Linked DNA regions of Capsicum annuum: region 2 is linked to region 1. The links are chromatin contacts, called in public Hi-C maps. All regions are on one chromosome and are shown on one strand. Each heading gives the region's core, a stretch centred on a gene start, on an enhancer-like site or on the middle of the called end of the contact. The rest is flanking DNA. Distances are from core to core; before and after follow the strand shown. Region 1 holds the start of LOC107878621 (transcription factor GTE4). Region 2 has its middle 37 kb from the start of LOC107878621.

Evidence for each region. Hi-C and Micro-C count contacts between places; a contact is called where the count stands out from the background.
Region 2: a contact with region 1 is called in a Hi-C map of leaf, with 3 times the contacts expected there. The contact joins the enhancer-like site here to the promoter of LOC107878621 in region 1. A contact is called at or near these places in 2 of 5 Hi-C or Micro-C datasets (leaf and placenta).

What each region holds. Positions count from the first base shown.
Region 1 is chr7:220,131,726-220,137,988 of UCD10Xv1.1, reverse strand. LOC107878621 (transcription factor GTE4) reads left to right here and starts at 2,157. Exons shown (of 5, transcript XM_016725676.2): 1 at 2,157-4,479; 2 at 4,581-4,626; 3 at 4,732-4,845; 4 at 4,966-5,036. The coding sequence starts at 2,602. The coding sequence ends at 5,036.
Region 2 is chr7:220,169,117-220,175,751 of UCD10Xv1.1, reverse strand. No RefSeq gene overlaps it. Among protein-coding and RNA genes, the nearest start is that of LOC107878621, 37 kb to the right of the region's middle. Within about 2 kb of position 1,486, at least 1 of the 5 cell types and tissues checked has an H3K27ac peak or open chromatin away from gene starts, as enhancers often do.

The DNA of each region.
Region 1 (6,263 bases), core at 908-3,407:
AAACAGGCAGCTCTCCGTCAGTATACCTGCTACTCCTGTCTGCTTCATCAACTGCTTCTTCCGTGATTTTAATTATGTGATCTGTAATTAATTATTATAAGTTATTTATGTAGTAAAAAATTAATAATATTTAATAAAAAAGTAAAATAGATATTTATGATCCTGCCTGCTTCATAAGCTGCTTCCTCCGTGATTTTATTATATTATCTCTAATTAATTATTATAAGTTATTTATGTATTAGAAAATTAATAATATTCAATTAAAAAGTAAAATAGATATTTACGAAATGTCTGCTTCAGCTGCTTCACCAGGTATTTTTCTATAGTAATTTTGTTGTATCACTTCTAATTAGATATGTCTGCTTTGTTGTTTCAATCGTGATTTTACTATATCACTCCTAATTAATTATTGTGACCATTTAAATTTTTTCACAAGTATTTTTTTTTAGTAGTTTTATTGTATCGCTTCTAATTAGTTTTTGTGAGTCATTAAGACATATCTGCTTCGATGCTTCACTCGTAGCTTTACTATATCATCCATAATTAATTATTATAGTCATCTAAGCATTTGAAAATTACATAAAAAGTATTATAAATTACAATAGTTAACAATTTAAAATATCTAAGAAAATAATATGTTATATATTTTTAAAAAATACTATAAATCACAATAATTAAAATAATTTTTTTAAAAATATTTGTTGGGCCTGTGCCTAACACGGACTATTAATAACTAGTATTAGATATAAATAGAGATAGTTTTTTAGATAGATTTGTAAAATAATTTTCTTAAAAAACAAATTATTGACTTTTGTGGTGCTGACATGTGGCGTTTTTACTTCTCCTATTATATATATATATATATATATATATGTATATATATATATATATATATATATGGATAGATTAGAGGTTTCAGGGTTGAGTCTCCCAAGAATATGGAGTCGCCTTTCTTAAGAAGAGCTTTACCCTTAATGTTGAACTTTTCGACGTGAGTTGTCGATCTAATACAGGTATTAATTATCGGATGAAAAATCAAAAAACAAATAAAATAGGCCAAATCCATCGACAGACCCTTTAACTTGACACCATCTTTCACTTTGCCACTTCAAGTGGATGTTGTTCACTTTAGGCACCTAAAATAAGGTCTAACTGTGTCATTTTGACACTTTCTGCTGACTTGACAACTTGTCTGATTTTCACCTCAACTAGGCGCGCGAAGAGTCTAAAAATGACTTTGTTTTTGAATTTTTTATTCTTTTTATTCCCTTCATCTTCTTCAGCTTTCTTCTTTCTTTCTTCTTTTTCTCTTTCTTCTCCATTTAAGATTCTACCATTAACAAATTATCCACCATTGTTAACTTGTTCAACATAAAAAATAAGACCACCATCATTCTCTTAAAACACGTGACATTTTCTTTTGCGTTTAATCAGAATCAAAAATAAACTTTAAGTTCTTAAAAAAAATCATCAAAAAAAGAAGTCCTATGAAACTTCATTTTTCTTTCAAGATTTTATCTCACTATATTAATATATTAATGCAGTTGATAATTTTGCCTATTAATTAAAACTAGACAGAAAAAAATTAAAAGAAAAGAAAAGAAGTTTATAATGAAAAGAAATCGAATCTGGATTTCAAGAAATTTCTGACAAATACTTTATTTTTTTAGAACAATCATACGAATTAATAATCCATTTCATTTGCAAAAATAAAAATCCACAGTTTCAGTTTCTTAATTTTCAGATTTTATCCATTCATTTTTTTAACTACGACTTTTTAGTTAGCAGCTGTTGGTGTGATGTTTCGTGTCGTTTCTAGCTTCTTTTTTAAATTCTCTTATGAAGTTTATCTGAATTAAAAAAAAAAAGATTAAAAAATGAAGTGAAAGATAGTTATTAGTAAGGGAGTAATGGTTATGGCGGGGGAATTATGGGAGGAGGAGAGGATTGGTTAAGAAGCTAACTTTTTTTTTTTATAAAAGTTAGTAATCTTTTTATAATTTATTTTTAATGATTTTTTTTAGTCTCAAATGCCAGATGTCATTTTTTAAGTGGTCATTATGCTTGGCGTGTGTAATACACATAATTTGTATTTTAGCTAATTATTGAAAAAGTGTTTAAAACTATAAATTCTAAATTATTTAAGTGTTCAAAATATACAAAAGCTTAATTGAGGTGACAAAATAAAATATGGTATCAAGTTGAGTGCCTGTCAACTGGTTTGACCAATAAAATATAATGAGTACTTAAAAGAAAGGAAGAAAGTAGGTGAGTAGAGTTCGGATCGAAGACATTTTCTCTCAATCGAAAAAAAATAAAATCTGCAATCTCACTCCTAAACTTTTCTTATTTTCTCAACAGATCCTTCAACTTTTCCTAATTTCTGTTTTCCTCCTCCTTTTCCGAAAAGCCCTAGTTCCGTACTTCTTCGATTTCCGACCGATCTAGGGTTTCCAATTTTCAATTTGGGGGAAAATTGAAGTGTTTACCTCAATCAGATCCTAGTTGTTGTGTTTTTTGTGGGTCGGGTTTTCGAGTTTTTTAGGGTTAGGGTTTAGTTTGTTCAACAGTTTTTGGTTAAAATAATTTTGAATTACATGTATGGATTCAGATTTAAACGATTTGAATCCCAGAAATAGCCTTCGTTGGGGCGATAATTACAAAGTTTATACCCGCAAGCGCCGCCGCAAAACCCTAGAAAATACTAACACTGATGATTTTCCGGCGAACACCGCCGCCGTCAGCTCAGCTGCAGCTGAACCGGATGTTACATGCAACGGCGGGAGGGATACGAACGAGAATGATAATGTGCCGGAGCCGTCCTTACAAAACCTAGATGCTGAGAAAGCGGAATCGCCGGAGCAACTGATACAGGCGGCGGCGGAGGAAGAGGGAGGTGGTAGAGATGTACCTGAAGCTATTGGTGGCGGCAGCGGAGCTGGTGAAGTACCAGAAGGGAGCAGTGGAACCCTAGCCCCGACACAGAATCATAGAAATGAGCGACGAAGTTACAATCTTGAAGTGGAGAATGGGTATATAAAGCCGGTAATTTCGAGAATTCGTGATAGAATTAGGATTAATTTAACTGGAGTGAAGTCGAGAGATGATATTAGAGAGCTAAGTATGAGTTTTAAGAGTGAGCTTGATCAAGTTAGGAGCTTGGTAAACGAGCTCGAGGCTAAACAGATTCAGCTTACAACGTGTAGGACGAGTATAAATGGCGGTAGTATTAATGCTGGTAGTATTACTACTACTGTTCCTGGCGGTTCTATTAGCTCGTATAGTCATCCGGGATATATAGATAATGGTGTGATCAAGAATAGGTCTTTAGCGCGAATGCATTCTGGTGTGCGTTCAGCGGGGCATATTGGATCAAGGCCATTCCAGCAACCTAGTTTTCTGACTGTCGAAAACAGTAATGGTTCTAATGAATTTATGGAGAAGGAGAAGAGGATCCCGAAGGCTAACCAGTATTACAGGAATTCCGAGTTCCTACTTGGTAAAGATAGATTGCCTCCTGAAAGCAATAAAAGATTTAAGCCTAATGGCTCGGGGAGGCATAGTGCTAATTCAGAGAATGGGTTTGCGTTTGTGTCTGGGTTTGATAAGCATAGACTTCAGGTGTTTAGGAATTGTAGCAGCTTGCTTCAGAGGTTAATGAAACACCAGCATGGTTGGGTGTTTAATGAGCCAGTGAACGCGGAAGCTCTCGGTTTGCATGATTATCATGACATCATTAAGCATCCTATGGATTTGGGCACGATTAAGACTAGGCTATCTGAGAATTGGTACAAGTTTCCAAGGGAATTCGCAGAAGACGTAAGACTTGTCTTTCGTAATGCCATGACTTATAACCCTAAAGGGCAAGATGTTCATGTTATGGCCGAGCATTTATCAGGGATTTTTGAAGAGAGATGGGCAGTTATAGAGGCCGAGTATAATTCAGATTGGAGGCAGCAAACGTATCCTGATGGTAGTATTCCCACCCCTACCTCAAGAATGACCTCTTATGCTCCTCCCTTTTTCCATACCCCAGTGGCTTCTCATTCTCTCGCTCCACATGCTCATCAACTGCAGACTTTGGCTAGATCTGAGTCAATGACTAGGCCGGTTGGTCGTCCCAAGATGAAGACTTCTAGTACAGTTCATGTTGCTAGGACTCCAGCTCCAAAGAAACCTAAGGCAAAAGATCCCAATAAGAGAGACATGACGTATGAGGAAAAGCAGAAACTTAGCACAAATCTTCAGAATTTACCTTCAGAAAAGCTTGATGCAATTGTTCAGATAATTAAGAAGAGGAATTCAGCACTTAGTCAAGACAACGATGAGATTGAAGTAGATATAGATAGTGTTGATGCAGAAACACTCTGGGAGCTTGATAGATTTGTAACAAATTTCAGAAAGAGTTTTAGCAAGTACAAGAGAAAAGCTGAACTTGCTCGAGCCAGGGAAGAAGCTGCTCAGACTGCTCGAATTGTGGTGAGCTTTGTTCTCTTATGTATAATGCTCTTCATCCCCTCTTTAGTAGTCATTGTGTGTTTTTCTGTTTGAGGTGCTTACTCTGTGAAAATTCATTGTAGAATGCTACGTCAGTGGTTGCTGATGCACCAAAACAGAATGGAACTGGTAAGTGTCTCATAGGAGGAAATATTCTCTTAGATAGGTTTCAACTTTCAAGTTTCATGTGTTAGGTGAAAAACACTCATTGTTCTTGCTGTCGCGTACGAGCAGGTGAAAAGGATACAACTCCTGCTACGCTTACGGAAGGTGGAGAACCATTGGATAGTGCAAGTAGGTCTAGCAGCTCAAGCAGTTCCAGCAGTGATTCAGGATCGTCCTCTAGCGGTAATTATGACTCTCCTGCAAGTCTCAATGCAACATGCATAATAGTTGCTCGTTGTTTAACTGATTTTCAGCAAGTACCTCACGGTGTATCTCTAATTTAATGTGCTATACTATCTGCAGATTCTGATAGTGATAGTTCTTCAGCATCTGGATCAGACGTTCACCTAAAACATGATAAGCTCTTGATTTGAGTAAATACTTTCCCCCCTCTTCCTCCCTTTCTACCCCTGTTTCGTTTTCTTAGCTATTCTGTTTCCAGCTTTGTTTTGTTACAAGACCTAGTGTTAGTCATCAGAAAAAAGAAATTAAGAAAGGACGAATTGTTCTAATATAATTTAAGCAATCAGCAAATCTTTTCCTTGGTTGTACTCGCACTTTTTGGGCCTTTTCTGGCATCCATACAGAACCACCATGTAGATTGGCCATTTAAGGAGGGCTTTCCATAACCATGGTTATCGGTTGCTTCAGTGACTTAGTGAATGTAATGTCAGTATGAAGGAGCTGCATAGATACTTGCATAATCAGCTGTATTAACTATTGATAATGTATAAAAATGGCGATGATTACACTGTAGGACTTGCTGCAGATATAAGATACATAAACAAATATTAATTAAGAAATAGATTAATAAATGTGTCCCCTCTCTAAGAGTGAGGATGGATTTATGTTTTTTCTTGTAGTAACCACTGCCAAAAGGAGAATTGGAGTAGAACTGCAGAAACAATAGAGTGCATTATATGAATAAACTTCCCTTATTATTCTTTGAGGTCAATGAGAATTACATACCTTTTTTTGGGTAGAAAATCTTGTTTCGTATTGCACCTACGGATATGGCCTAGTGATCAATTAAGTTGGATTAAACCATGGGAGACTATGGGTCAAATCTCAGTAGATGCAAAAGCGCCGAATGTTTTGTTGCCATCTGCGTAAGCATGGTTAGGCAGAATAACTCGGTCCTGAGTGGTGGGAGGTGACAGATACTAGTGGAATAGTCGAGATACACGCAAATTGGTCTGCCGTTGACAAAACCGATCTTTCTTTGTGTTTCTTTTTGCAAACTAAATATTTGGTTTTGAAACTCGAGTATGTTCAGCTTAATCTGCAACGGAAGTCGATGGATTTGAATTTTTCCATAGAACTTCCTGATGACCTCTCTCCATCCTTCTGTGAAATAATGTGAACAAGGAAAAAATACTTTACCTATACTGTTTTGATTAGTTGTCCTCTAGCATACTGTTAGGACATAGGTTATTGAAACTAAAAGGAAAGAGCATGTTTAACATACTAGTGTTTCTTTCAGATCTTCCATACAACAATACCATGCCCAGTATAATCCTGCAAGTGGGGTCTGGGGAGGGTAGTGTGTGCACAGACCTTATCCCTACCTTTCCGATGTAAAGAGGCTGTTTCCAATAGAC
Region 2 (6,635 bases), core at 237-2,736, 38 kb before region 1:
GAAAATTCCTTCTATACGATTCCTTCATTAATAATTTTCATATATAATACATCTCTACATGGTTAATTTTGTGTTACTAATTTGCACCACTTGTCTTTGGACAAAATAACGAGTCATTTCCATTTTTCTTTTATTTTGTGTTGATATTTAAATCTTTGTCCTTTATAATTTATAAATTTTCTTTCGTGCGTAAATTTATATTCTCCTATCATAATATCTCATAAATTATGTCTCGATATGACATTAATTTCTAAAATATTATGTCCCATTAGGTATAAATTCATTTGCTAAAGGGCGATAAAAAAAATATATTTAAACAACAAAATTAAATGGGCAAACAACATAAATCCCGACAGCTTGGAGTTTTATTACAAAAAATTTTGATATTTTGTTAATTACTTAAAATTCTGATTTTGGGTCTGTTAAGATACATAACACATCCAACTAAGATACAGTTTTTCCTTTATGAAGATACATAATTAGTTTTTGATTTTTTTTTTTTGATTTTGGGTATGTCGAGATACATAATTAGTTCCTGATACATTCATCAAAGATACATAATTAGTTGAGACTTTTGTAATTACTTTGTAAGAGTAAAGATTTGTGTAAATATGATAAGTGAAGGTGTATGTTTATTAGGGGTGTACAGACCAAACCGTCAAGTCAAACCGAACCGACGAATCAAACCAAATCGAGAAAAAAAAATGACTTATGGTTTGGTTTGATTGGTTTGGCGTTAGAAAAAAAAACGACAACTCTTGGTTTGGTTTGGTGTTGACCAAAAAAAAGTCAAACCGAACCCAAATCAAACCGATTTTATACATACATACATACGTACATACATATATATATATATATATATACTATTCAAACTTTTTATACATAAAATATTAATTATAATCTACTTTTTAAATACTTTTTCAACTAGTTTTAGTAATTTTCAATAATTTGAAAGTAGATGTAGATATATATTTAGATTTGGTCCTTTAATTTGTAATATTTGTACATTAATTGCTAATTAAATGATCCAAAACACAATATTAACTTAAAACCTAAATTTTTCACTCTTCATCTCACTTTTTAGTTTCAAGAGAGTTTTTCGCTTCTTATTTTTTCATAATTATGATTTTTCATTAGCACATGAGTTGAAATATATTTGATCTAGTCTTCGATCACAATATAATTGTAAAAACTAAATATTACAAAAAAAAATAAAAAAAATCGAAAAAACCAAAAACCCGGAAAAAACGATTAAAACCTAAACCGAAAAAATCAATTTTATGTTGGTTTGATTTGGTTTATAGTTTTAATAAACCAACATGATTGGTTTGTTTTTTTTTTTAATAAAAATCGAACTAACCCGACCTATGTACACCCCTAATGTTTATGTTATTTTTATCATGCCGACTAATTCAAGGCCTATTTGATTGTTGCTTCGGTGACGAACTTTGGATTTGGGCCCTGTTGGCTGTTCTGGGCCTGTTCTTTCATGGGCCGGTGACACCCCCATTTCTTTGCTTAGGTCCAATATATCTTTACAAAATTATCCTCTCTCATTCTCAATGAATTTGCATAGGCCAATTTACATGGATAATGAATTCTCTAGTCTTACTTATGAATGGAAAGAAAAAAAAAAAATCAGAAATAGCTAATATTTAGTCAATAAATAAAGAGTCATAGCTAAAGTTTATCTAGTTACGGGATGTAGCTACAATTTTGTAGCTAAATATACGAATTAGAGATTGTATATAAAAACACAAATTAGCTAAATACATATATAATACATTTCTAACACAATATAATATATGAACACATAAACTAATTTGAGTAGTTTGAATGTTTGAAATTCAGGTTTAATATATTTTTTAATGTTATTAATAAATGAAAAAAAATCAAACAGCAATTGTAATACGTTTTGAATACAATATATTTGGGGAAAGGACAAAAATAACACCTAAACTAAAATAATTTCATAAAACTAACACCTAAATTTATAGACCCGCTAAATAGCCACTCGTGACTCGCGTATGCTTAACTACATATAACCGAAAAATATAAAAAATTTAAAATATAACTTTACCTTCTTTCCTTTTCAGTCACAAATTCCTTTCCCTTCAAACTCCTAATTCTCCGTTCATTATCTTTTCTGATACTCATCTTTACCTTTTACATTCCACAACCTTTTGTGTAAATCTCTAAAAATTTACTCAAAATTGATTAAAAAAAATGTCTACAACTTTTGTTTTAGTACCAATAATGATCAAATATGCAGGTGAATGGATATCTGAGGTTGAATTTCAGAATTTCATCATCAATGGATTTTTGCTCGGTTATGACTTTACCTACGATATATTTGTTGTTGAATTGTATAAGCAGTTAAATATAGATCCAACTAAAGGTTTATTGGATATCAAATACATTGTCACGACTGAATCTATGCCTATATATAATGGCATGAGTGTCAAATTGTATATGCAAATGAAGAAAAAAAGTCTCGACATCAGTGAGTATCCATTGTGTATATCACTAGTCCCTGTCGAATTTACAGCTGCTGAATTGTCAAATGCTAAACAGATTCATCACATTTCTATTGAAGCAAATCACTTTTCTGGTATTGAAGATGATTTTTCTGAGAAACACTTAGAAAATGAGCCAAAGCCTATAATAATGGATCCTCTTCATAAGGATGTTGAAGAAAGGCAACTGTATTGGGATAAAATTCAATAACTAGCGTTATGAAGCATTATGCAATCAGACATAGATTTCAATTTAGGATTAATAGATCATCAACATCAAGGTATGACTCTACACAAAAACTATATCGATTTAGCATATATACTGTATCAATTTGCTATATAGACTGTATATGTACAGATTGCACAAAAACATGCACAAAATTTTGTAGTATAAAAGTGGTATTAAAGCATATCAATCTAATATAAAAGAGTATCAATGTGGTGTTTGTGTCGTATATATACTATATAAATGTGGTATTAAAGTGTGTCAATCTAGTATCAAAGAGTATCAATTGAGTATCAACGCGGTGTTTGTGTGGTATATATAATGTATGAATGTGGTATTAAAGTGTATCAATCTAGTATAAAAGAGTATCAATGTGGTGTTTATCTGGTATATATACTGTATGAATGTGGTATTAAAGTGTATCAATAAACTATAAAAGAGTATTAATTGAGTATCAATGTGGCATTTATGTGGTATATATATTGTATATGCATGCATAGGTTCCCCTTCTCTCTTGTTACAAAAGTGTATCTATACAGTATAAAAGAGTATCATTTAGGTATAGGAACTTCATGTACATGCATAGGATCCCCTCTCTTTAAAATAAAAATTGTATCAATGTGGAATAAAAGAGTATCAATTGAGTATAGAGACTCTATATGCATGCATAGGTTCCCCTTCTCTTTTTTTGAAAAAAGTGTATCAATATGGTATAAAAGTGTATAAATCTGATATAAAATAGTATCAATTGATTATAGATAGTGCATATGCAATGATGTGAGCTGTCTGTTATGTAATCGATTAAAATTCAATAATCCTTTTTATTTCTCATCAAATAAATGATATTTTCTATCTCATTTGCAATTAAGTAACCTACATTATCTCATTATAAAAGACTTTTTTTCTAGTAAGAAAATATAATGCATCAAAAACTTTGAATCAAGAAAGTCAAAAATGTATTTGCCCTGCTTACTGCTTGTGACACCTTTGTGGAGTTTTATCTACAGAGGGCTTAAAATGATAGATGTTGGGTGGGTTACTAAGGATTTTATTTTCAAAAAGAACGTAACGGATCATCGTGTGTGGATAAAAAGTTACAAATTGGTTTTGGCCCATTGGTCGGCTAAGGTTTGATTGGTAATGATGTTGTTAGTGAGTTCATTTGGGACCATGACTGAAACTTGAAGGTCGGTGCCTTTAAAAGCTTTAAGGAGTTCTGAATTTGTATCATAGATTTGAATCTTTTGGCTTTGAAACCTTTGATTAGGTCAACTGATTTTGTTTGTATAGTAAAGTTGTTCTCAAGTTGTCTATGGCATATTCCAACCTGAGATGAGATTTCTGCACCTAAAATTTACAACAAGTAGAGAACCGAGTGAGCTACTGTAAGTAAAATATTCAAATAGAACTAACATTGTTTTGTATAAATGTATTAAATAGGTACTATCTGCAATGTGAGAATGAAAAATATCAATGGACTTTTCAATCTTCAAGTCAAAAATAGTCAGAGGTCTTTATGGTGACAAGATTCTTTGATATTCACACCTGTGCAATTGCAGATAAAATATTTTCACAACGTCATGCTACTTCATTGACCATTGTTGAAATGGTAAAGAACAAGTATCTAAATTTGAAATCATTATTCACTTCCGTAGAGATCATGGATGAAATGAGAAACATTCATGGGATTAGGATGAACTACAAAAAGGCGTACAGAGCAAAAGAATAGGCAATTGAACTAGTCAGAGGTTCCCTCCGTGAATCATATGCTAAGCTGTCAGCTTTCTTGTATATGGTAAATACAATCAATCCAGGCTCATATACAAGGCTACACAAGACAGAGGACAATCACTTTCTGTATGCTTTTGTAACATTGAATGCATTCATTAAAGGATGGAAATATTGCATGCCAACAATAGTTGTTGATGGTACTTTCCTTAAATTAGTGTACCGGGGGACCATGTTGTGTGCTAGCATGCTTGATGCAGCAGGCCGGTTTAGTAATTTTTGTAAAATACAATAGTTCTTCCTTAAAAGATGTAGAAATTCATCTTTTTAACACAATTACAAATTGTAAAAGTTTAATATTCGTTATTCATAATAGTCTAAGATGTTTGACTTTTTTTACTTGCATAATCAGAAAAAATTCTACCATTAGCATATTCTATTGTGGATTCTGAAAATGATGCTTCATGGAAATGGCTTTTTAGTATGTTTAAAATAGCATATGGTGAAAAATAAAATACGTCCACAACATCTGATCGGCATAAAAGTATATAAAGGCTACTGAAAAGGTATGTCCAAATACAGCTCATTGTATATGCATCTATCATCTATGGAACAACATCAAAGAAAAATTCAAGAGGAATCAGAAGCAGCTAAAGGGAATCATTTTTTGCAATGGCTCGTACTTACATAAAGGCAGATTTTGATCGACTAATGGAAGATGCAAACAAAATCGATGTGAGGCTGAGGCCTTACCTATTTGAAATTGGCTATGAAAAATGATCCATAGAACATTCAAATGTCAATAGATCCATGGTGATGACTTCAAATATTGTAGATTCGCTAAATTCAGCAAATAGAAAGGCAAGAGAACTGCTAATAAAAAAGCTACTACAATTCATGATGAATTTGGTAATGAAATGGAATAATGAAAATAGAATAAATGCACAGGCAACATTTACTAAATTGAGAAACAAGTACAACACAACAATGAGAGAAAATCTCTTTTTATCAGATAAAATGAAGGTAAAGAAACTGTATTATTATTTGTATTTCATACTGACTAAAATATGGTACGGTATAGTTGCTTAATATTTTGTTGTATATTATAGGTAATGGCTTCTACCAGTCATATGTATGTTGTGATTGATGAAACTCAAAAGTGAAGCATTGTGTGTATGCGTTAAAAAAAGATGTAGCTGCCTACAATTTCAGGTTGATGGAATCCCATGTCCTCATGCTATGGCAGTATTGAGTTACACTCATATGAATGTACAATCTTACTGTGCAGCTTATTACACAAAGAAAAATTATTTGAAAATCTATGAATTTTCAGTTATTCCACTTCCTGATGAAATAATGTGGCACATCCAACAGAAGTATTGGATATCATAGTACTTCCACCAATCTGAAAGCCGAGACCAGGTAGACCAAGGAATAACAATTAAGGCAAAGGCATTATGGACTACATGTCTGCATAGAAAGTATCACGTGGACGGTGTGGAAAGTTTAGACACAATCAAAGAACCTGCGCAAATGCCCCAACAAGAATTTAACAAGACATTCTTATAGTTCCTCTTTTATTTTTTCAAATAGTCCAGTTCATTCTACATTGCAAAATATATTACAGGAGTTGATTTTACATTTTAAGTTGAAATGTAAAAAGTTAGCTACTTTTACATAAAATATAATAGATGATGCCTAAGACTACTTTTATGCTTCCTAGTTTGATTCCTAATGAAATATTTCGACATTATATGGATTCCAACTTCTACTTTTCATTGTCTTTATGATATCTTTTTAGTGAATTTATTCAGTAGTATGATGTGTATATATATAAGTCCATACGCGAGTTTCATCCAATACATACGTTTGAGCATCATTTGTACAATATACAATACTACTTAAATGTCATCATATACAGGTGATATGTATGTGTCCAGGGAAAAAGTGTTTCTCCTATTACTGTTCATCATAACATGACTATAATGGCAGTCATGTTATATATTCTTCTTCAGGGTACATTTAGTTCATGGTATATAGGTATCAAATTCAGCACACATATATAAGTATAAAAATCAATACACACTTATACCAAAAGAAAACAATATCAACATTCTAATAAAAAATAAAAGTTTTCAAAATCATATAATCGTCAATATGAATCA